Regions from separate parts of the Mus musculus genome. Here regions 1, 3, 4, 5, 6 and 7 are each linked to region 2. The links are chromatin contacts, called in public HiChIP or PLAC-seq, Micro-C and promoter capture Hi-C maps. All regions are on one chromosome and are shown on one strand. The core of a region is the stretch at or near the end of the contact, and the rest is flanking DNA. Distances in the headings are between cores, read along the strand shown.

Region 1 (2,700 bases), core at 172-2,671, 1.1 Mb after region 2:
TGCAGAGTCACAGTTAGACTAAGACAAACTGGCCCTCGCCTTCCACAATTTAGCTTAACACAAAGAATTTGCCAGAACAGTTCAGACAATGCCATTCTTCCCACCCACTGTCACATTTCCAGAAGTTTCTCCATATTTCCCCCAGAGCACTGTTCCATCCTCGAGGACCCCCAAGCCAATTACCAGCAGGCTTAATGCAGGACATCCAGGCCTCTAAGGAAAGGAAGGAGAATCAGAGTGGGATTAAGGGCCATCCCCCCACCCACCCCCACCCCCACCCCAAATGAGCCTTCAGATCCTTGCAGCTCTCTGAATGGGAAGGCTGGACTTCTGTACCCTTGCCAAACAGAAAAAGTTCTGTCCCTACAGAGTAGGGCAAGGGAGGGGTGCTAGGGCTAGGCCAGAGCAGTAGACCTTCGGTATGAGGACTTAGGGGTGCCCTTTTGTCTGCAGACAGCTCTGGGGACCCCCCAAGGGTAACACTTTCTCTGAAAGGAAAAAGTGACCGACTTGTTTTGTGGCTTGGGGCCAGAGGGCTGACTCAGAAGCTGCCCCGCCCCTGCCCAGGCAGTTCAATGACTTCACATCCTAAGGAGTCAGCAGCCCAGCTCCAGCCCTCCCACCCCACTCCCCCCAAGCCCCACATGCCTCCTTCTGACTCTCCAGCCCAGACCCTAGGTGGCAGAGGAAAAGGCAGCACCCAGAAGCTGCACTAACTCCAGCCAGGATCCTCCTGTCATACACAAAGCCAGACAAGAGTCACGAGACATACACATGCCTTGGAAGTCAGTCAGTCAGTCAGACAGACAGAGCGAGATGTGCCCATACCAGGTGCTCACGGAAGGCAGAGAAGCACAGTGGGGGAGTGGGTTCCAAACGCCAGGCTCTGCTAGAGTGCAGAACCCATCTCCATGTGTGAGATATGTTACTAGGCACTCGACACGTGCAGTATTGCAAGTCCTGTGACTCAAGTAGGATTGTGCCTCCAGGAAAGAAGGAGAAACAGAGGCAGAGATAAGGCAAAAGGATGCATTAAAAATATGCAGTACCTGTTAAAGCCAGGCTCTCGGTGAGAACTAATTTACTTTAACAAGCATAAAATCTGGATTCCACAACTATTTTCTTACATTACTTACTTAAACCTAGAGGGGGGAGGGAGAGAGGAAGGGAGGGAGGAAGGAAGAGAGGGAAGGGGAGAGGGAAAGAGAGAGGGAGGGGGAGAGAGAGGGGTGGGGAACGAACACACAAAAGTCAGGAATAATCCAAAATAAATATTTAAATTTAAAGCCACAAACACTTCAAGAAATACAAATGATCTTGCTATACCCAAGAATTATCCCTCAGGCCAGAAATAAGAGCCACTGAAAACAAACCCTCATACAGAAGCTTATGGCCAAAAGCAAATGATCAGGCAACCACAAAACAGGCATGTCACAATCAGTGCTCCTGTGCACAAGGGCCCACAAGCCACAGGCCACCACATGCCACTCAAGAGTTCTTAGAGATGCTGGCTAGACAACCCAGCTCAACCTTCCTACACAGGCCTCGCAGGTCCATAGACCTACAACTCTGTCCCCAGTCTCCATGGAGGCTTTCAGACCTACACAAGCAACTGGTCCTAAGCAACACAGGGCAGTTCTGCCCAACAGCCCAGGTTCCCAGGGCTATGGCCTGAGAATGCCACCAGCCTACCCTGGGACAGATTCCTAAAGGAGTCCTCTGTCTTCCTTGCTCATGTCTCCAGAGGAGTAAAGTATAGGACAGGACTCTTCACTCTCTGGCCCTATCTTTCTGACTCCCTGTTTACTGGTTGCACCCAGAGGGGACAAGTACTAAAAGAGCTACCATTCACAGGGACCTCTGAGGTGATCTCTGGAGGGTAGGTCCCTTGGGCCAGTGGGCAGGAAGAGTTGCCTTCCCTCTTGTGAACCTACACAGCTGCAGACCCTCCATTGAGGCTACAGAGCAGATGCCATCACATCCCTCAGGTCAGGGTTCCTCTATAGTCACTACACAGCCCCACCTGCCCTACCCTGAAACATCTTCTCTCCGCCCTGAGAGCCACTGGTGATGGTCCATTCTGAGAACATCTGGACCGTACCAGCATCTACCCGGGAGTTTGAACAAGGAGAGTGTTCCCCGAGGCAGGCAGGGGCAAGCAGGTTGATTTTCACCCTCAGCACGACTTCTAGGCCCCTCCTGGCCCCTCCTCTCCCCTCCTAGCCAGGCCTCGCTCGCTCTTCATTGATTGTGAAAATGTCAATATTAAGCTTGTTCTGCCGTGTAACTTATCGCACGTGGGCTATTGTTAGCTGCAACATCCGGAATATCAACTGTCAAGCCACCGAGTCTTACGAAGAAAATCGAAGAGGTGTAAATTATGTAATTAAATACTGTTTGCTAAATATAAATAAATGCAAACATTTCTTGTTCTCCAGGAGGGTGCTATTTGCTCCTGATGCCTAGTGCTGGCCAAAGAGGCCACACCCTCCTAGCGACCACAGAACCTTCCTTCCCTGAGTGGCCCTCTACCTTGTAACAAGGGCAAAAGCAAGGACATGCTTGCTACCCAGCAGGGCTTCACTGGTGGCCCTGCTCCAGTGCTCTACCTGTGGAGCACTCTTACCCTCCCTCCTCCTCTTAGGGACACCTAGGTCAGTGCTGTCAGCCTCCATGCCAGGACACACACTCTCTGGCTCC
Region 2 (2,700 bases), core at 43-2,542:
GTGTAAACTGGTAGAGACGGTTAGACAGCCGCCTAGGATAGCTTGCTCTGCCAGGGATTCAAGTGTGAGGTGCAAGGACCCACCCCATCTACTCTCAGGAGCTACTAGGGTCTAAGCCACTTGCTGCGCGCGCAAAGCGCGCGGGTTCCCAATCGGTCCCCGGTCCCCACCCATCCAAGGTGCCTCCCTCCCCAGCTCCTGTGCCGTGCAACTGAAACCCCAGTAGCGCTCACCTATCTTGGTTTGCTCGCCGTAGCTCTTTTCGTTGAGGCAAACCCCGCGGCCGTGCAGCAGGGCGTGCAGCGGCTTCTCCTCATCCTGCCGGGGGAGGCAGCGCAAACCCTGGGCGCAGCGCTCCGTGTAGACGCCACACGACTGTCCCTCCGCCAGGGCGCAAGTCATGCAGCAGCCACAGCCGGGCTCTTTGACCAGCTCACAGCCCAGAGGGCTGGGGGGACACATGGACAGAGCTTTCTCGTCGCAGGGTTCACAGTGCACGAAAGAACCCAGGCCTTGAGCCGGTACGGCATAGGCGGCCAGCAGCAGGAGGACCACGCTGATCACCATTTTCTCGGAGTCTGGCTTTACCTCGGGGCGGGGCAGGAGAGCGAGAGTGTGTGGAGAAAGAGGGAGCCTGGAGATTTTTTTCCTTTTAAATCTCTTGCAGGTAGAGCAGGTGCTCTCCCCCAAACACTTGCAAAATATGAGGCAAGGAGGATTCAGATGCCTGCACGCAAGTCCCAATTGCGAGGATTAAAGACTTGCAACAGGTTGGGGGTGAAAAAAAGAGGCGCGCCAGGTGCACGCAGAGCGAGCGGAGACCGTAGAAACCCCCAGGCGGGATCGGGTCAGAATTGGGGGTGGTGGTGGAGAGAACCACAGAATTGCTCACTCCAAAGCAACAGAAATAATTAGCTTGGAGGCCTTGAAAAGGGAGGAGGTGAAGAAAAAAATGGATTGGGCTTAATTTTCCCCCCTTTGCTTAAAATCTAAAACGCAACCCCACTCCGCTCGGTCTCAGCGGCCAGCTGCGCTGCTGCCGCAGAACAGGTAAGAGGCGTCGGCGGCTGACAACAAGATCGGGAAAATGTTGAAATCGAGGGGGGAAAAAGGGCAAAAACCCAGACCTCACCAAACCTGGACCCCAACACCTGCTCTGTCACCACCTCTTCGAAACCCGCAGGTTCTGCGTGAAGTCCGGAGAAGGGTGCAGACCGAGGGGGGGGGTAACAAAAAGGAACAAAAAGGGGGAAAAAAGCCCAAACAGCTTTGCAGCTCTTTCCTAGCTCTTTTAGAAGTTTCCAAAGAGACTGCGGGCTCTGGTCGAGCAGGCGCTTTTAAATAGACGGCCCCTGGCTGCCAGCCAGTTGTAGCTGCAATTTGAGCTCCCCAACACCCAACCCATGCAAGGATGCCAAGGAGCTTTGCAGCGCAAACTCACACGGGGTGGGGGTGGGGAAGAGAGGCCTTCTAGACACGGGGGCTCCCCTTCGCTCCCTACACAGAGCCCTCCTCCTCACGGAATGTACGGAAAGGGCTTTGGGGGGGGGGCGAAGACAGGCGAGCTACAGAGGAGAGTAGGGAGAAGGTGGAGGGAGGAGTGGATGGCAGTACTCTTCAGAAGCTGGGTGAATACAATGGAGCGAGTCTGTTTTCCGACAACTAGCCCGGACACTGGCTGTTAGGAGTCACATTTTCTTATTAGCCGTGTATACCCTGCCCAAGAAGTCCTTTCCAACTTTAGAAAAAAAAGTGTCTAAGAGACCACTGAAGGTTTGTCTGTCTGTGTGTTTGTGTTTGGAGGACAAGTAGTGTACAGTAGCTGGTGAGGGGCATTGAGATAAATTTAAAGAGAAAAGGAGTGCGGGCGCGTGTGTAGACCCCTCCCCCATTAAAAGGGGCAGAGGGATTATGGCAAGGGCTTGTCATTATTGTTCTGGTGGGGTACTGATTTTAGTTAAAGCCAGTGGTCATTTTCCTTCACCTATATAGATGACCAGGGAATCTCTCTCTCTCTCTCTCTCTCTCTCTCTCTCTCTCTCTCTCTCTCTCTCTCTCTGAGTGTGAGCGTGCTATGTGCACTTTCAAGAAGGGATAACGCCCTCCACCCCACCCCCCTCCCCAGCTTTGTTGGGAGTAGTGACTGAGACCCTGGAGGAAATGCTGTGGGTTGTCAGTTTTATCTGGTGTCCTCATGGACACCTTAAATGTCCTTTTAAATGGAAGGAAGGTAGGATAAAGTGATAACCTTCTTGGGTTGACAATGAGGCATTTCTGTGGGGTAGGCAGATCCTGGAGTGAGCAGGTACCTCGCTGCAGGAGACCTTGTTTAAGGGTTAATATGTACCAAGGTAGCATCCTGGAGCCTGCACGTGAGAAATCCTCACCATGCCACAGGAAGCCCCAGATCGCTAGTCAGCACTAGGGACCATTCTTCCCTTAGGAAAATGAAAGAAAACCTAATTTTTGAAAGAAGGAATATGATGGCTTTAGCTTTTTTTGTTTGTTTTAAAAATTAATTTGACATGATAGGTGGTCTGTAGACTGCCCACCACAGGTAAGAAAAGACATGATCAAGTGATGGTCTCTGGGGAGTTCTTGGGGGCAGGGCTTTTGCCCTTTCTCCAACTCTCTTCTTCCCTTGCTCTGTTCTTTTAGAAAAAGGGGCTGCATTTCATGAATTTTGCCACTAGACTGCAC
Region 3 (2,700 bases), core at 21-2,520, 1.5 Mb after region 2:
GGGGTGGAGGGCCTCTAAACAAGGTGGTATTTCTTCTAGTTCGATGGGATTTGGCTCTGCCAAGGACGAAGGGGCACGTTTCAAGCCGAGGGAACAGCACGTACAAGATACAAGGCGCCCTGAGCAGCAGAGGCTCGGCTTCTGCCAGGGTTTGGCAGGGGAAGAGGGCGAGATTTGCTACAGGACAGTCGGTAAAGGTAGGCGCCGAAGTGGACTTTTCAATCCTGGGATGTTCTCGAGACTGCAGGGAATGCTGATAGTTACAGTTGGATCACGAACATAATTTAGGACTGGAGAGGTTCATCAGCCGTTAAGAGAAGTCCCTGCTCATGCAGGCCACCTGAATGAGTTCAGGTGCCAGCACTCAAGGCTAACCACTGCCTCCAACTTCTGCTCCAGGCGATGGCGCCCTCTTCTGGCCATTGAAGGCTCCGGCATTCATACACATACACAAAAATAAAATCAATCTATCTACAATTCCACAATTTGATGAGTTTGCATAACTGGGGCTAGCAAAGAATGCCTTTGGGGGGGGGGAACGGGATATTCACAACGTTAGACAAAAGACCCATTGTAGAGGCGGTGAGAAGGCTTGGGGGTAAAGGTGTCTACTGGCCAGCCTGACTACCTGAGTTTGATGCCTCTCCCAAAGAGAGGAAGAAGAGAACTTCTGATCTCCACTCGTAGAACGTGTATCCTCCTCCACACATAAATATAACTTTAAATTTTTTAGGGGCTGGAAAAATGGCTCAGGGGCACATGTCACTCTTAAAAGGACTCTATTTCCGCTCCTAAGGCCCACACCGGCTATTAACTCCAGTTCCAGGGGGATCTGACGCCCTCGTCCGGCCTCAGAGTGCACTACAAATATGTGGAGTACATACATAAACATATATATTTTTACAGGCCATACACATAAAATATTTCAATTAAAAAAAAAACTAAAACCCATTTTACAGAAAGTTAGCGTCATCCCATTTTCCAGAGGAACAAACGGAGGCAGATCGTGTCAGCACTTTGGAATGCGTGGAGGTGGAGCCCCGACGTCCTCGGGCACTCCCCGACTGGGCGCCTGGGGCGGGCCTCAAGTCCCGGGGCTCGGTGGCCCGCAGCGGCGGGTTACGGCTGTCCGCTCTGCCACGCAGCCGCAGAACGCTCGGTCCGGCCAGCACACCGCAGGAAGAGAGGCGACGCCCCCTGGATCTCCGCAGCAACCCGGCCCGCCTCCCAGCCCGCCGGGCCCCAGAAGTGATGAAAGCTGCGGCGGAGTCCCAGGCGCGCCGAAGCCGTTGCCCTTTTAAGGGGAAGCCTTGAAACGGCGCCCGGGTTCCATGTTTGCATCCGCCTCGCGGGGAGGAAACTCCATGTTGTAACAAAGTTTCCTCCGCGCCCCCTCCCTCCCCCTCCCCCCGAGAACCTGGCTCCCCTCCCCTCCGAAGCTCGCGGGGATCCCTCCCTCCCACCCTCCCCTCCCCCCCGCGCCCCGATTCCGGCCCGAGCCGGGGGGGAGGCCGGGCGCCGGGGCCAGAGTCCGGCCGGAGCGGAGCGCGCCGGGCCCCATGGACAGCTCGGCCGTCATTACTCAGATCAGCAAGGAGGAGGCGCGGGGCCCGCTGCGGGGCAAAGGTAGGCGGGCGGCGGGAGGGCAGAACCGGACTAGGGGCCGTCCCCGCGCTGCGGTCGCTGCCGCTGTCCCGGGCGCGCGCCTCGGCCTGGCCCGGCCCGAGCCCCGGCCAGTGCGGCCGAGAGAGTTTGAACTCCGCGAGAGTCTGAGGCGCTGGGCGGGGCCTGGCGCCACCAGTGCGCTCGAGGCTTCTCGTAGTGGGGAAACTGAGGCAGAAGGCGAGCGAGGGGCTGGCGGGCTCCCGGGCGTCACCCCCTCCCCCAGTTTGGCGCCAATGGGACGAGAAGGTGGGGGTGAGGCGGCCACCCGGCCACCCGCTGAGGCTCCGCCCCCTCCAGGCTGAGGTCTGGAAGGGGTGCCGAGGTGACAGCGGGCTGGGGAGGCTTGCAGGGATCTCCCGCCAACTAACTCACAGCCAGGTTCCCACAAACTCGGGCGTCACGCGTGGAGGTGCAGACGACACCTTCGAAGGCAGAGAGCCCCTAGCCTTGCAAGACAGACTTGGGGGCCTTGTATCCAGCTGGGCACGCGACACCCAGGCTGCAACAGGCTAGGCCGGTTGGCCTCGGGCCTGTGCACGCTTGCACCCACCCTGTAAGGGGTGCTGCCCGCCTATGCGGAGCCCCTAAGGCTCGCAAGAGTGGGGCTCACCCCTCCCTCCCCTGTGTGAATTTCAAGATTGGGAAGTCACTCCGGGTTTGTCCACTGTCCAGTTCCTCGCTCTTTGGGGGTTGGGGGGGGGGTGGCCTGGAGGCAGAAAGGATTAGAGAAGAGGCTTGGTGGGGGTAGGTCTGTCAATTTAGACAGGCCGCTGCAAAGAGACGGGGCGGGGTGAAGGAGGTGGGGCCGGTGGGGCTGACAGCCCTGGGACACTGGCCTCTGGGCCCAGGCTCAATGGGGACTTTGGACTCACTGGGTAGACAGAATGGAGGGAGAGTGGGAGTGGACGACAGGGCCCTGAGCCCTGAAGGTCCAGAGCAGGGGATGCTCAGGTAACGTCCACCTGTGGGGTCAGATGATTGAGAACCAACCGTGAGAAAAATCGGTCCCCTCCTTAAGCCATCTACTTCTTAAAG
Region 4 (2,960 bases), core at 94-2,593, 1.2 Mb after region 2:
GACTCCTGCAGAGTAGACCTGACTCACAGGGACTCAAGTGGCAACAGCTCTAGGCAGCCTCCTCTGGCCAGCCCACAGGAGTCCTCCTCCAGTTCTTCTGTGGGCACTGATAGCTCATTCCCTCCTTGTACTTGGCACCATTCCTTGTTGATATATCTGCTGGCTTCTTCATTCTCCCTTTCTTCCCCACCAGAAGGCCAGCTCTAGAGGCCACTGTCCACCACTCTCAGGTGCACCCTAGTACCCAGCACAGGATCCGACAAGGGGACAGTAAACAGGAGCTCACTTGAGGGGGGCACAGGGAGAAGAGAGGGAGGGATGAAGGGTGAAACATCCCTTCCAGATTCCAGATCCAGGCCATTGGTCACTTTGAGAGTTCTGCTGTCACTGCAGCCAGGCCAATAAGATCTTTATGTCCCCTCTCTACCCACCCTGACAAGAGACACCTTGATCTCTCTTCTGAACCAGCCCTCTGGTGTCCACTCAAACTTAGAAATGCCCCACCCCTTCCCTACCCCTGCTTGTCACAGGACTCTGAGGCCCTGATTGCTTACACTGATTTGCTATACATGGCCAGCAAGTATCAGTGCCAAAGCTGACAGAGGCCCCTGTTCCTGGTCCATTGCTTTTCCATAGCATAACATGGTAGCCAGAAGGAAAGAGGGCAATATCTGTCCTCCTAGGGGTGTTCCTTCACCACCGCTAACCCAGGTCTCTGATCTTCTACAGCCCGGAAGTTCCTCCTGATAGCTAGCCTCCAGTCCCCCTCTCAAATTCCAAACCGTTTCCTTGAGTCTGCCTTCCTAGGGAAGAATAGCTTGGTCACTCTCTTCCACACAATAAATGCCTCCAGACTGGCAGCACAGTATTCAAGCCCCCTCCTCTCCCCACCCCCACCGCTCTCTGTTCCCTGGGCTGAGAATCCTGGTCCTCTGGGCCCCTTTCCAAATGATTTCCATCACCACTCAGCGGCCTAGGACATGATTAACGGTGGGTGGGGGAGGAGTGGGAGTGGGGACAGGCCAGGCAGGCTATTGATCCACTAGGGACCCCCAGGGTGGGGAAGGAAGGGCAAGGGTCCTGAGGTCATCCCGGTCATCCCTTCTCCCTGGAGTGTTCTTTGCAGGGCCCAGAATGGAGACTTCAGGCCTGGGAGCTGGGCTGCTGGGTGGGAGCCCAGGCCCCACAATAAGATTACAGCAGGGAAGGTCTAATTGATTCTGATGGATCTGAGAAAGGCGGAGATGAATGGGGAGCAAGGAAGGAGGGTGGTGGAAGGGGACCCAGAGAGCCGGGCAGGGAAACCCCTTTTTGCATCAGCACTAGCTAATACAATCATGGAGTGCCCTGCCCCCACCTCCACAGCCCCTCCCCTCCTGGGAAGCCAGCCACTGCCACTCCACAGAGAGGCACAGGAGCAGAAAGCTGACCTAAAGCCTCAAGACTAGGGACCCAGATGAGAAAGAAAGGCTGAGACAGACATTCCCTGGAGGAGGGAAAGATGGGGGGCAGTCTGAGGCAGAGACAGATCAACAGGTTCTGCCCACCTCTCCTTAACCATGTCTCTTCACCATTTCCCTTTCTCAGGCCAAAACTGTAGCACATGGAAACCTATAAGTGGATCTTATGACTCTCATGCTCCTGCCTCAGCCTTGGCCTCAGCCTGGAGCCTACAGATATCTGAGAACATGGGCGGAAGCCAGGTCACTGGGACAGACCTCTTCAGGACAGAGAGGACAGAAGGAAGGAAAGGACCTCCAAGAGAAAACGCCAAGCTGACTGAGGGAGGGACTAAACAGAACCCCACAGTCTAGAGCAGGGAGAGGACCAGCAAGTGGAGAGGGGGGCAGAGCAGGGAGGCCTAGCAGGGCCAAGCTGAGGGGCTGCGAGAAGACGATTGGCTCCTCCCTTCTAGAAAGAGCAAGGTAGAAAAGGAAGGGACACAGGAAGAGGGAGATGGCACAGACCAGCCACCCAAGGACACTGAATTGAGAAGCAAGCCAGACCTGGCTCCATCCACTGCCTGCAGAAACAGCCGATCCTGCCGAGATTGCCTTCCCAGGCTCAGTGCACAGGAAAGAAGTTGCTGCAGCGGGTCCAAGCTCAGGTCTCCAGATTGTTCTAGCCACCATAGTCCCCAGGGTGGAGAACCTTAGAAGGACCTGGACACGTCCAGAACAGGCTCTTAGATGGTGTGATGGGGTCAAAAGCCCACCTAGACATAAGACCTTCCCACCCCACAGGTGCAAGGGATATGACACCCTGATACCGTGATTGGTTCTAAACAGCGATACCCTTCAAGTCAAAGCTAGACATTCTCCTACAGACTTACGTCCCTCCTCTCCCCCAGTCTGAGTGGTACAATTTGGATTCCTCCTCACCCTGACCCCAAAATTCCCAATCCTACTCCATGATCCCTTGAGTCCAGTTTCTAACACATTTTTCTTGCTCTGTGTGTAGCTTCAGGGTAGAACATGCCTGGCCAGGCTCAAACAAACCAGAGAGAAGGTCCTATCTTGCCCTGTGATTGGACCAATCTGGGCTCCAGCCCCTCTGGGAGACTCAACCTTCTCATCTGTGAAATGGGCATCACCTCTTATCTCCCAAAGAGAAGGACCCTGATACAAAAAGACTAGCATCCAAATCCTAACCCTGAAACCCATGGGACACATGATCTTGAGGATACCTGTGTCATCCTGAGCCACCATTAACGTCTTCTATAAGATGGAGACAAGAAGCTGACCTCCCTGGGAGGAAAAAGGAGTGAATTAAATGTAAAATTGCCTATACCCGCTTGACATACCAAGGCACCCATAGATGCCCAGACAAGTATCTTAAAACCTGGCATCAGTTAGGGAAGATGCCCTGGGCCTTTTCTCAATAGCCTTTCCTACTCTGCCAGCTGCACACTGACCACCCATCTACCAGCCAGGGCTTTGCACCGGAGCACAGTGTCTGGA
Region 5 (2,700 bases), core at 134-2,633, 1.3 Mb after region 2:
ATCTGGGCGTCCCCTCCAACCTTATGTCTTATATATGCCCCCTCATTATTGTTTGCAATTTTTGTAAAGACATATTATTTTTCATTGCTTTTATTTATGTATAAGTGCATATGAACTTGTCTGTGTGTCTATATGTAGAGGTCAGAAGAAGGCATCTGATCCCTTGGAACTGGAGCTACCAGGAGTAGCGAGCTGCCCAAAGTGGGTCCTAGGAACCAAATCCTCAGGAGCACTCCATGCTCCTAACCACTGAGCTATCTCCCCAGCCCCTTGTTTGCCTTTCTTAAAACCTACCTGGAGAAAGAGGTGATAACTTCAGATTACATTACACTGTACTCTGCGCCTTGTCTTCTGATGAGATTGTCTCCAGCTTTCACAGTTGTAAACATCGCGTCAAAAGCACACAGAAGAGGCCAAAGCAATGATTCAGTGAGGTGCCTGCGTGCTGCCAAGCCGAAAACCTGAACTTGATCCCCAGAGCCCACATGGTAGAAGGAAAGAACTACCTCATGTAGGTTATTCTCTGGCCTCCACACCTAAGCTCACACACACATTAAGCGTGAAATAGAAAAATTTTAAATGCATGTCAAGGGTTGGTGAGATACCTCGGCAGAGCTTGTCACACAAGCCTGACACCTTGAGTTTGCTCCCAGAATCTATGATGGAAGAAGGAAACCAGCTCCTTAAAATTGTCCTCTAGCCTCTGGCCTCTGTATATAGTCCTGCACACTTGCACACACACACACACACACACACACACACACACACACACACTTGAGACATGAGAACACGTGTGCACCTCTACCCAACACCAGGGCTCTGTAATCTGGAAGTATTTAGAAGTTAACTGAGTTTAAGATGAGGATACAGTTACCTAATGCCCACTCTCAATGGCTACCTTACCTGGGGCCTTTAATCCCCAAAGATTTCCACTTATCAACTGCAGATTGTGGGAAGATAGGGAGCTCTCCCAGCTTCCAGGCCTTGGATTCTATGGCAAGGGCAACCACATCCCTACCCCTTGGGATGCTCTCTCAGTGCCAGAGTTTGCATCTTCACAGAAGATGAAGGTTAGAGAGAAGCAATCAACACTGAGCCAGGAAACTGTTCACTGCAGCCACATAACAGGAAAGCAATAAAAAGCAATGGCTGAGGGGAGGGGGGCTGTGACCGTAAGCACCTAGGAAGTCAGAGTTGCGTACCTAGACACAGTGAGGGGACAAGAAACCATTTATCAGAAATCCCTTAGTCCCACAGAAACCAGTGTGTTTTCTAAAATAAAGTTGGACCAAGCCTTCCTACCCCAACATGTGGACTGACACACAGCTGACACAGGCGTCCTACCTGAGGCACCAGCTGGGTCCGTTCCTTGTGTGCGGGAGGAGCCTGCAGCTCAGGAAACAGAATGATCAAACAACCGAAGGGACTGGATGAATAAAAGAAAGAGGGAGAAACCACACCTCCCCCTAGAGCCCCGCCCACATCTGCATTTGGGTACAGATGAAGTCATGGGGCCCGGCAGTATCAGAGATTCTGAGTTCCGTAGGCTTAGCAGGGTGACCCTGCAGTTAAGGGTGTTCTCTCTAACTCCTTCCCTCCATAGATGATCACTTCTACCATCTTCAGTTTCTTGAATTTACCTGCACGTGCCACCCCTAAGTTTCCTAATAGATTACCTTGAGAAGTTTCTAACTTCCCAAGGGGAATAAGAAAGGGGGCAGTACAGACTTCCTATAACAGAAGTTTCAGAAGTCCACGGTGGGAAAGACTTAGGGAGTCTAAAGGAGAACTTAGCGGAAAGCTGGTGGTAGGGTCTACACTTAAGCTGTGTTTGGACAGCACGCAGACATTTATGTTGGTGCTGGAATAGAACCCAGGACCCAGTGCATGCTGGGACAAGTATCCTACCGCTGAGCTACACCTGCAACCCCAATGCTTGCTGTTTTGTTTTGTTTTGTTTTGTTTTGTTTTGAGACAGAGTCTCTCATAGCCCATGCTGACCTTAAGTCCATAAACCTTCATCTCTCTCCCAAATATTGGCATTACAAGTATACACCACTATGCCCAGCTATAAGCACGCCATTTTCACTTATATTTATAGGCATCTTTAGGGTCATGTGGTAGAGATTTTGGAAGGAAAACCTTTCCTTTACACTCTCTTTTACTTCCAATTATTGCTTGGTTACAGTAGAGCTGAGGTTTGGGGCATGGCCACTCCTTCCCTGAAGTCTATCAGAAGATCATGAGGGCTGGGAAAACAGTGAAAGACCATCTGGGGGTGATGCCATTACTGCTCCCCATTTGGTACTGAAGGACAGCTTCTTTAGGAAGCTGCCTGAGAAGTCCCTGAGCAACTCACAGCTGACCCCTGACTTTATTCCTAGGGTTCAGTGGACTGGTTAGTTTGAACTATCAACTAAACACAACCTAGAGTCATCTGAGAAGGGAATCCCAATTGAGGGATTTCTCAGATCAGACAGGCCTGTGGGCATATCTGTGGAAGATTGTCTTGATCTCTAATTGATGTAGGAGGGCCCAGCCCACTGTGGGAGGCACCATCCCCAAGCAGGTGGCCCTGGTCTGTATAAGAAAACTTGGTAGGGATGGAAAAATGGCTGACTGGGTTAAGAGCACAGACTGTGGGCTGGAGAGATGGCTCGGCAGTTAAGAGCACTGACTGTTCTTCCAATTCCCAGTTCA
Region 6 (3,065 bases), core at 86-2,585, 1.2 Mb after region 2:
TTTGGTTGTCAGATTTCCTGGTCAATTTTGTCAGACATACTGGGGAGGGGCCCCAGCCATGGTGTGGGGTGGGAGGTGGAACAGAGAGGGAACTTGCAGTCCAGTTGGAGAGTGATGTGAGGGAGGCAGGCAGGAAGTCCCAGGCCTCTTTCTTCCTCCCCACTTAAAGAAACAGAATTTGACATTCTAGATAACCTTCCAAAACTCCCCTCCCTATACCCCCAAGTCCAGCCCTTTTCCCAAAGCCTAAGGAAAAGTCCCTTTTCCCAGAGCTCTGGAGTCCTTACAGCCTAGTGGGTAGGAGGGGGCAAGTGACGCCTTCCAGGCTGTTAAGAGACTATCCAGACTCATGCCTGGGACTGTGATACCACTGTCCCATCTGTCCTGGAAAACCTGAGTCTATAAACTTGCCCACAGTGGACCCGGAGGGCTAATGGGTGGTTCCAGGACTCTGACCTCCTCTAAGCAGTTCTGGGTGACTTTCCCCTCATCTAGCTCTGATGGAAGAACAGGCCTGGAATACACTGGGGCTGTGTAGCCGAGTGCATTGACAACCTTCTCTGGACCTCAGTACAAGGCGAAGCTTCGAGCTGCGGAGGGAGGGGGTGTGCTGACAGCTGTGGGGAGCAGAGAATATGAGGACACGTTAGCCCCCTAAGGACAGACTATAAAAATCTGTGTGAGGAAAAGTCAGCTCCATCATCCCCAATGAGAAGCAGGCCTCAGCTTCCCACACTAGGAAGTAGGGTATCCAGGGATGCTATAGAAAGGCTCAACACGTGGATTCTAATGTCACAGGATGTTGGTGGAGATGGTTTAGGGTGGGTTAGCCTCCTCCCTCTGATACCCAAGGACGTCTCAACCCTACAGACCAGAGTCAGAGCTTGCTACAAGAGCAGATTGGTGTTTAAGTCTGGCTCACCCTGCCCCGCTCGCCCATCTGGGACTGCTCCCCAGGTCCAGGCAGAGGATGAGAGTGAGCCCCATAAAGCCCACAAGCCCATAAAACATGCAGTGCCATCCAAGGACGGTGGCTTGTTAGGACAACGATTGCTGTCTTCCTGACAGGCGGCAGACAGCCACATGGGGCACAGCCAGGCCCTGCCCTCCCTGGATTAACAGGCAAGCCCAGAGGCAGGAGACATGGCCACAATGAAGGGAGGGGTGTCCTGGTGGCTCCAGCACTGTCCCACCTCCCTGCAAGCCAGAGTCAGAGCAAGGGAGCAGGGAAGGGATCCAGCTGGAAGCCCTGCTCCCCAGCCCTCAAGCCCCAGCAGCAGAGGGCTTTCAAAGCCTAAGGCCTTGGCCCATCTCAGCCCTTCCCTCTCTCCATTCAGCCAGCCAGAGGGTGTGGCACAACTGGCTGGACCATCAGGGGCTCTAGCCAGGCCTTGGTCCTGGTTGGGAGGAACTGCTTGCAGACAACTCCCTTCCTCGAGGGGCAGAGAGGCAAAGGGCTGTGTGCTAAAGAGGTCCACCCACTGTGAGAAAACCCCCAGTTCTGCCCTCCTCTGAGGCTAAACAGCTCTGGGTGGCCAGAAAAGACAGAAGTCTTCTAGCCAGAGAGCTGGGCAGCCTGGGAGATGGGATGGCCAAAAGCTGAGATAGGCTTTACCCTCTCCCTGTGACCCGGCCACCAAGGTCCCCTAGCCCTTAGTCGGGGAGTCTTAGTGCCTGCTCTCAGGCTTCTTCCTCCAAACCTCACCTTCACGGACAACACAGAGTTGCCTCCCTCTTGGGCCCCCAATTAAGGGCCTGCCCATGTTCTTGGTCACCCTGGTGGAAAACTCTGAGTCACCCTCAGCCCCTCCCTGCCCTCCCCCACCCTCTCAGCAGCTCGTTGCCAGATCCCGTGACTTTTGCCTCCTAATTCTCTCCACAGACTGACTCTCTTTCTCTCTCTCTCTCTCTCTCTCTCTCTCCTGCTTTTCAATTCTGCTGCCTCTGACCCTTCTCAGCCTGGTCACTTCTGCCTAGGACTGTTGTCATAGCTTCCAGGACCTCTGAACACCAACTTCAACTTCAACTCTGCAGGGGCCATGACACCCTCAAATGTTTCCCCCAAGAAGTCCAGGGAGCATGTGGTACTCACGGGCAGGAGACTCGTCCTCTATGCCCATCCACTCTCCCTGCCCACTGCCCACTCTCAACTGTCTATTCCAAATCCACACAGGCTGTGACCCCATCCAAGGCCCACCCATTGCAGGCCCGAGCTATCATTCCATGTCTCAGTAGCCTTTTATAAACCTAGCAGTACTGGAGCTGGTGAGATGGTTCAGTGATTATGAGCACTGCCTGCTCTTCCAGAGGACCCAGGTTCAGTTCTCAGCATCCACATGGGATCTGACACCCTCACACAGACACACATACAGGCCAAACACTAATGCACATAAAATAAAAATAAATTGATTATTTTAAACAAACAGACAATAATAGCAGTACTGAGGACTGAAATCAGAATCGCGCCCCCACACTTCAGGCAAGCATTCTACCATGAAGGGACGTCCCCAACCCCTTGGTCTCCATTTTAAAGACAAGTTCAGCTTTCTCACACAAAAGCAGAACTAGAAGCCCTGGTCCCAGGTTCCGGTCCAACCCCCATGCTTGGCTCCTCGGTGTGAGCCATCCTGATCACTGTTCTATTCAGTATCTTCCTGGCAACATACTGTCATTTGGATGGCCCGGCTAACCTGACCCTCTCACCACACCTGGACTGCACAAAACTATCCAGGAACCAAATCCCCTCCAGCGCAGCCTTCTAGACCTCCTGCCTGATAGCTTTAAGCTTGCCAGTTAGATCTCCCAAGAGGAACCTGCTGAGACCCAGCCCAGGGCCTGCCTCCAACCCACCCACTTCACCTCCCCCATCTGTCTCTATCACTCCTCACCCTGGACACCTCCATTTCCATCTCCCTCCTCTCTTCTCTCCTCCCCCCTACCCCCCACCACCTCACCCCTCTTTCTCTCCCTTCCTTCCACCCTCCCCGGCTCTTTCCCAAGTTAGTCCCTGGTATTGCTGCATTAAAACCTTCTGCTTCCCTGAGTGAAGTCAGCTACAGAACCAG
Region 7 (2,706 bases), core at 73-2,572, 1.2 Mb after region 2:
TCTGTGCCCTAGTGGTGTAGCCAGTCAAGTGGTGCAGAGGAGAGTCTTGGGCACTTGACGCACTCACAAAAACATGTGCATAAGTACATATTGCCATATCGGCCCGCCTCTGTCCGTATGGAGGTGCCCTGGGATGTGGTTGCAGGATGCACTTGGAGTCAACGCTAACTCTGCTGGCCTCCAGTGGAGAAGGAACTGAAGGGCCCCAGTCTCGCCCAGAACAAAGTCAGCACACCATCCCATGAGACTGCTCCTCCTATCCCGAGAGGGAGACTAGGGTTCTGCAAGGGCTGAACTAGAGATGGCCAGTCCCTGCTGATACAAAACACCATTTTTTTTCCTCTCCAGGAAAATACAGAGCCTATGCAAAGCCCGGGGTGTCCAGCCAGCCTGCTTCCCTGGTCATCACTATTTTTGCTCCTGGTCACTTTTCAGCATCCAGGTTCCAAGACTCACCGAGAAAAGAATAGGAGGGAGGAGAAAGGGGGACTCTACTGGACCCACCCACCTCCTCAGATCCTACTGTGGGCCCTGCTGGCTCTGACAGCCCCGTTCCTCCTGGTAGAAAACACCAAGACAGCCACCATTCTGCCCCCCCCCCCCCCACTCCAAGCTAAGAGGATATTAACCTTTCTCTCCTCACCCCAGCACCCTTGGGTGGTTCCAAATTCTCACTAATAGCCTGCTGCCTCCCTCTCTCTGCCTCTTGCTTTTTCCTCTTTCTTCTTGCTTGTTTTGGGTTTTTTGTCTTACTAGTTTTGGTGTTTGGGAGAGTTTGAGTTGGGGGATTTGGTTGGTTTTAGTTTGTTGGAGAAACGATCTCACTATGCTGGCCTTGGCTTAGAACCTCCCTGCTTCAATTTCTCTAGCAGTGGATCACAGACCTGGCACCAACGTCTCACAGGTATTTGCCCTTCAAGGACACCAGAGGCCCAGGTGTGACCTCCACAGAACTGACTGCAGGGCCCTCCCACTCTCCTACCTACACCTTCCCAGACTCCTTACTGTCCCAGATGGACCGGGCTCTGCCGTGCCCGCTGCCCGCATCCGGCCCACAGCTCCCTACCTGAAGCAGCAGCCGCCTCCTCGGGTCGGGCGCCGCACCCCCGGGCTCACAGCGCTCGGGCCGCGCGGGGCCCGGCGGAGTCCCGGGGGGCTGCGGGCCGCAGGAGGGCAGAGGCTCGAGCGCCTCGCAGCACACCAGGCTCACGGTGCAGCCCATCCGGCCCGGGACCCGGCGGGCCCGGGGCGGGGACGCGGACTACCCGCGAGCCGGCCCGCCCCCCAGCCCCAGCGACCTCTCGGCCCCAGGCGTCTGCGACGTGGGGAAGAAGGGCGACGCCCCCGGCCCGCCCCGTCGGAGTCCGCCTCCGCCTCCGCCACCGCTCTGCCAGGCAGTGGGAGTGCGGGGCCTGGCGAGGGGCGGCGACACGGACGCTGGAGGCAGAAGGCGGGGAGGGGACCCGAGGGCGCGGGAAGGCGGGAGGGGCGGCGGCGGGATCCCCGGGACAGGCTGAACTGGGAACGCAAGAGAGCGACGCCGTGACTAGTGAGCGACTGAGAGACTGACACCAGAGAAGGGATCTGAAGGGACAGAGACGGTGGCATGGAGGACGAGGGGAGCGCCGGGGTTAGATCTGGCTCTGCACCGGGCAGAAGGGCGGGACATGGAGCAGAGAACAGCACGTTTGGGGATCGCTCTGAGCCCTACTTACAAGTAGTTCCTCGAGCTCGTAAAAGTAGTTCTAGAAGTCCCTAACCCTTGGTTTTAAGTGACATGCCAGCCTGGCCTAGAAAAAGGATGACCCCAGCACCAGGAAGTTGAACGAGAGCAGCGGGAAAGACCACCCTACACCGAGCAGCCCACCTGGCGTTTCCATCCCCGGGAAGTGGGTACCAGGGCTGGAAGGAAGGCACCCCAACACTGACTGGGATCCCGCAGCTGGCTGGGGTAAGAGGAGGGAGAAAGACACTTGGTGGCCGTTTGCCCCTTCTCCCCACCTGTGTCACTTTCAGTCCAGTGACAGAAGAGACAACTCGAGAAAAGGAGCCCACTAGCGCTTCTGTCAGCCCCTTTCCGCCATCTACTGGCAACAAGACAGAAAGACAGGAGCAGGTGCCCGGGAAAGGAAGCCCCTGCCGGTGTTGTGTTTTGCCACCAACTGGCCTCATGCCAGATGACTTTGAGGAAGCCACCCATTCTGCCTCAGTGCCCTGATCTTTCTCTACCACTTCTCCCTGGCCAGGGTTGGTCCAGCCCCCTTCAGGCTGGGCTGAGTCACTCCCCAGGCAGGAGAGCTGGAAAAGACTGTGCAGAGCCCACAGTCACAAGGGACATACTCAGGCTACAGAATCCTGCCCACATCCCAAACAGACAAGCTTTTCTCAGGTGAGCACGGGAGTCCCTGGGCTTGGGGATTAGGTAGAGAGACCCTAGAAAAGGTCTGTAGAGAACTTCTTTTTTGTTTGTTTTTTGTTTTTTGTTTTTTTGAGACAGGGTTTCTCTGTATAGCCCTGGCTGTCCTGGAGCTTACTTTGTAGCCCAGGCTGGCCTCGAACTCAGAAATCCGCCTGCCTCTGCCTCTCCAGTGCTGGGATTAAAGGCGTGCGCCACCACGCCCAGCTTGTAGAGAACTTCTGTCTAACCCTTGGTGTACAGGTCAGGAAAGTGGAGCCTAAGAAAGGGTGACCAGTCCAGGACGGGAC

The links. Promoter capture Hi-C pulls out the DNA fragments that hold promoters and counts their contacts. Hi-C and Micro-C count contacts between places; a contact is called where the count stands out from the background. HiChIP or PLAC-seq counts read pairs in DNA pulled down with a chosen protein or histone mark.
Region 1: a promoter capture Hi-C map of liver shows a contact between it and region 2, with 2.8 times the contacts expected there. The contact joins the enhancer-like site here to the promoter of Igfbp5 in region 2. A contact is called at or near these places in 6 of 39 promoter capture datasets (the C10 cell line, embryonic stem cells, frontonasal cranial neural crest and 2 more), 2 of 115 datasets of contacts at active chromatin or transcription factors (cardiomyocytes and embryonic forebrain) and 1 of 9 other capture datasets (embryonic stem cells).
Region 3: a contact with region 2 is called in a Micro-C map of embryonic stem cells, with 5 times the contacts expected there. The contact joins the promoter of Ctdsp1 here to the promoter of Igfbp5 in region 2. A contact is called at or near these places in 1 of 39 promoter capture datasets (cranial neural crest) and 1 of 484 Hi-C or Micro-C datasets (embryonic stem cells).
Region 4: a contact with region 2 is called in an H3K4me3 HiChIP or PLAC-seq map of embryonic forebrain, with 6 times the contacts expected there. The contact joins the enhancer-like site here to the promoter of Igfbp5 in region 2. A contact is called at or near these places in 4 of 39 promoter capture datasets (embryonic stem cells and liver), 2 of 484 Hi-C or Micro-C datasets (both in embryonic stem cells), 8 of 115 datasets of contacts at active chromatin or transcription factors (embryonic forebrain, embryonic midbrain, embryonic stem cells and 2 more) and 1 of 9 other capture datasets (embryonic stem cells).
Region 5: a contact with region 2 is called in a promoter capture Hi-C map of embryonic stem cells, with 6 times the contacts expected there. The contact joins the promoter of Cxcr1 here to the promoter of Igfbp5 in region 2.
Region 6: a contact with region 2 is called in a promoter capture Hi-C map of 3T3-L1-derived adipocytes, with 5 times the contacts expected there. The contact joins the enhancer-like site here to the promoter of Igfbp5 in region 2. A contact is called at or near these places in 11 of 39 promoter capture datasets (3T3-L1-derived adipocytes, embryonic stem cells, frontonasal cranial neural crest and 4 more), 4 of 484 Hi-C or Micro-C datasets (the AML12 cell line and embryonic stem cells), 6 of 115 datasets of contacts at active chromatin or transcription factors (astrocytes, embryonic forebrain, embryonic stem cells and 2 more) and 2 of 9 other capture datasets (adipose tissue and embryonic stem cells).
Region 7: a contact with region 2 is called in an H3K4me3 HiChIP or PLAC-seq map of embryonic stem cells, with 12 times the contacts expected there. The contact joins the promoter of Tns1 here to the promoter of Igfbp5 in region 2. A contact is called at or near these places in 9 of 39 promoter capture datasets (the 3T3-L1 cell line, 3T3-L1-derived adipocytes, embryonic stem cells and 3 more), 3 of 484 Hi-C or Micro-C datasets (the N1E-115 cell line, cortical neurons and embryonic stem cells), 5 of 115 datasets of contacts at active chromatin or transcription factors (astrocytes, embryonic stem cells and kidney) and 1 of 9 other capture datasets (embryonic stem cells).

The regions. Positions count from the first base shown.
Region 1 is chr1:73,955,075-73,957,774 of GRCm38.p6, forward strand. The region is part of intron 18 of Tns1 (tensin 1); the gene reads right to left. Among named protein-coding and RNA genes, the nearest start is that of Gm39664, 75 kb to the right of the region's middle. Within about 2 kb of position 1,422, at least 89 of the 459 cell types and tissues checked have an H3K27ac peak or open chromatin away from gene starts, as enhancers often do.
Region 2 is chr1:72,873,573-72,876,272 of GRCm38.p6, forward strand. It overlaps Igfbp5 (insulin-like growth factor binding protein 5), which reads right to left and starts at 1,293. Exons shown (of 4, transcript NM_010518.2): 1 at 234-1,293. The coding sequence starts at 567.
Region 3 is chr1:74,390,339-74,393,038 of GRCm38.p6, forward strand. Ctdsp1 (CTD (carboxy-terminal domain, RNA polymerase II, polypeptide A) small phosphatase 1) reads left to right here and starts at 1,271. Exons shown (of 7, transcript NM_153088.2): 1 at 1,271-1,626. The coding sequence starts at 1,560.
Region 4 is chr1:74,102,843-74,105,802 of GRCm38.p6, forward strand. All of the region lies in intron 1 of Tns1 (tensin 1), which reads right to left. Among named protein-coding and RNA genes, the nearest start is that of Gm31637, 8.7 kb to the left of the region's middle. Within about 2 kb of position 1,344, at least 55 of the 459 cell types and tissues checked have an H3K27ac peak or open chromatin away from gene starts, as enhancers often do. A contact at or near this core is called in embryonic forebrain and stem cell-derived neural progenitor cells, where this site is marked.
Region 5 is chr1:74,193,248-74,195,947 of GRCm38.p6, forward strand. Cxcr1 (chemokine (C-X-C motif) receptor 1) reads right to left here and starts at 1,384. Exons shown (of 2, transcript NM_178241.4): 1 at 1,345-1,384.
Region 6 is chr1:74,083,201-74,086,265 of GRCm38.p6, forward strand. The region is part of intron 1 of Tns1 (tensin 1); the gene reads right to left. Among named protein-coding and RNA genes, the nearest start is that of Gm31637, 11 kb to the right of the region's middle. Within about 2 kb of position 1,336, at least 101 of the 459 cell types and tissues checked have an H3K27ac peak or open chromatin away from gene starts, as enhancers often do. A contact at or near this core is called in 3T3-L1-derived adipocytes, adipose tissue and embryonic stem cells, where this site is marked.
Region 7 is chr1:74,123,226-74,125,931 of GRCm38.p6, forward strand. Tns1 (tensin 1) reads right to left here and starts at 1,323. Exons shown (of 33, transcript NM_001289895.2): 1 at 1,067-1,323. The coding sequence starts at 1,222. It overlaps Rufy4 (RUN and FYVE domain containing 4), which reads left to right and starts at 2,316. Exons shown (of 12, transcript NM_001170641.1): 1 at 2,316-2,389.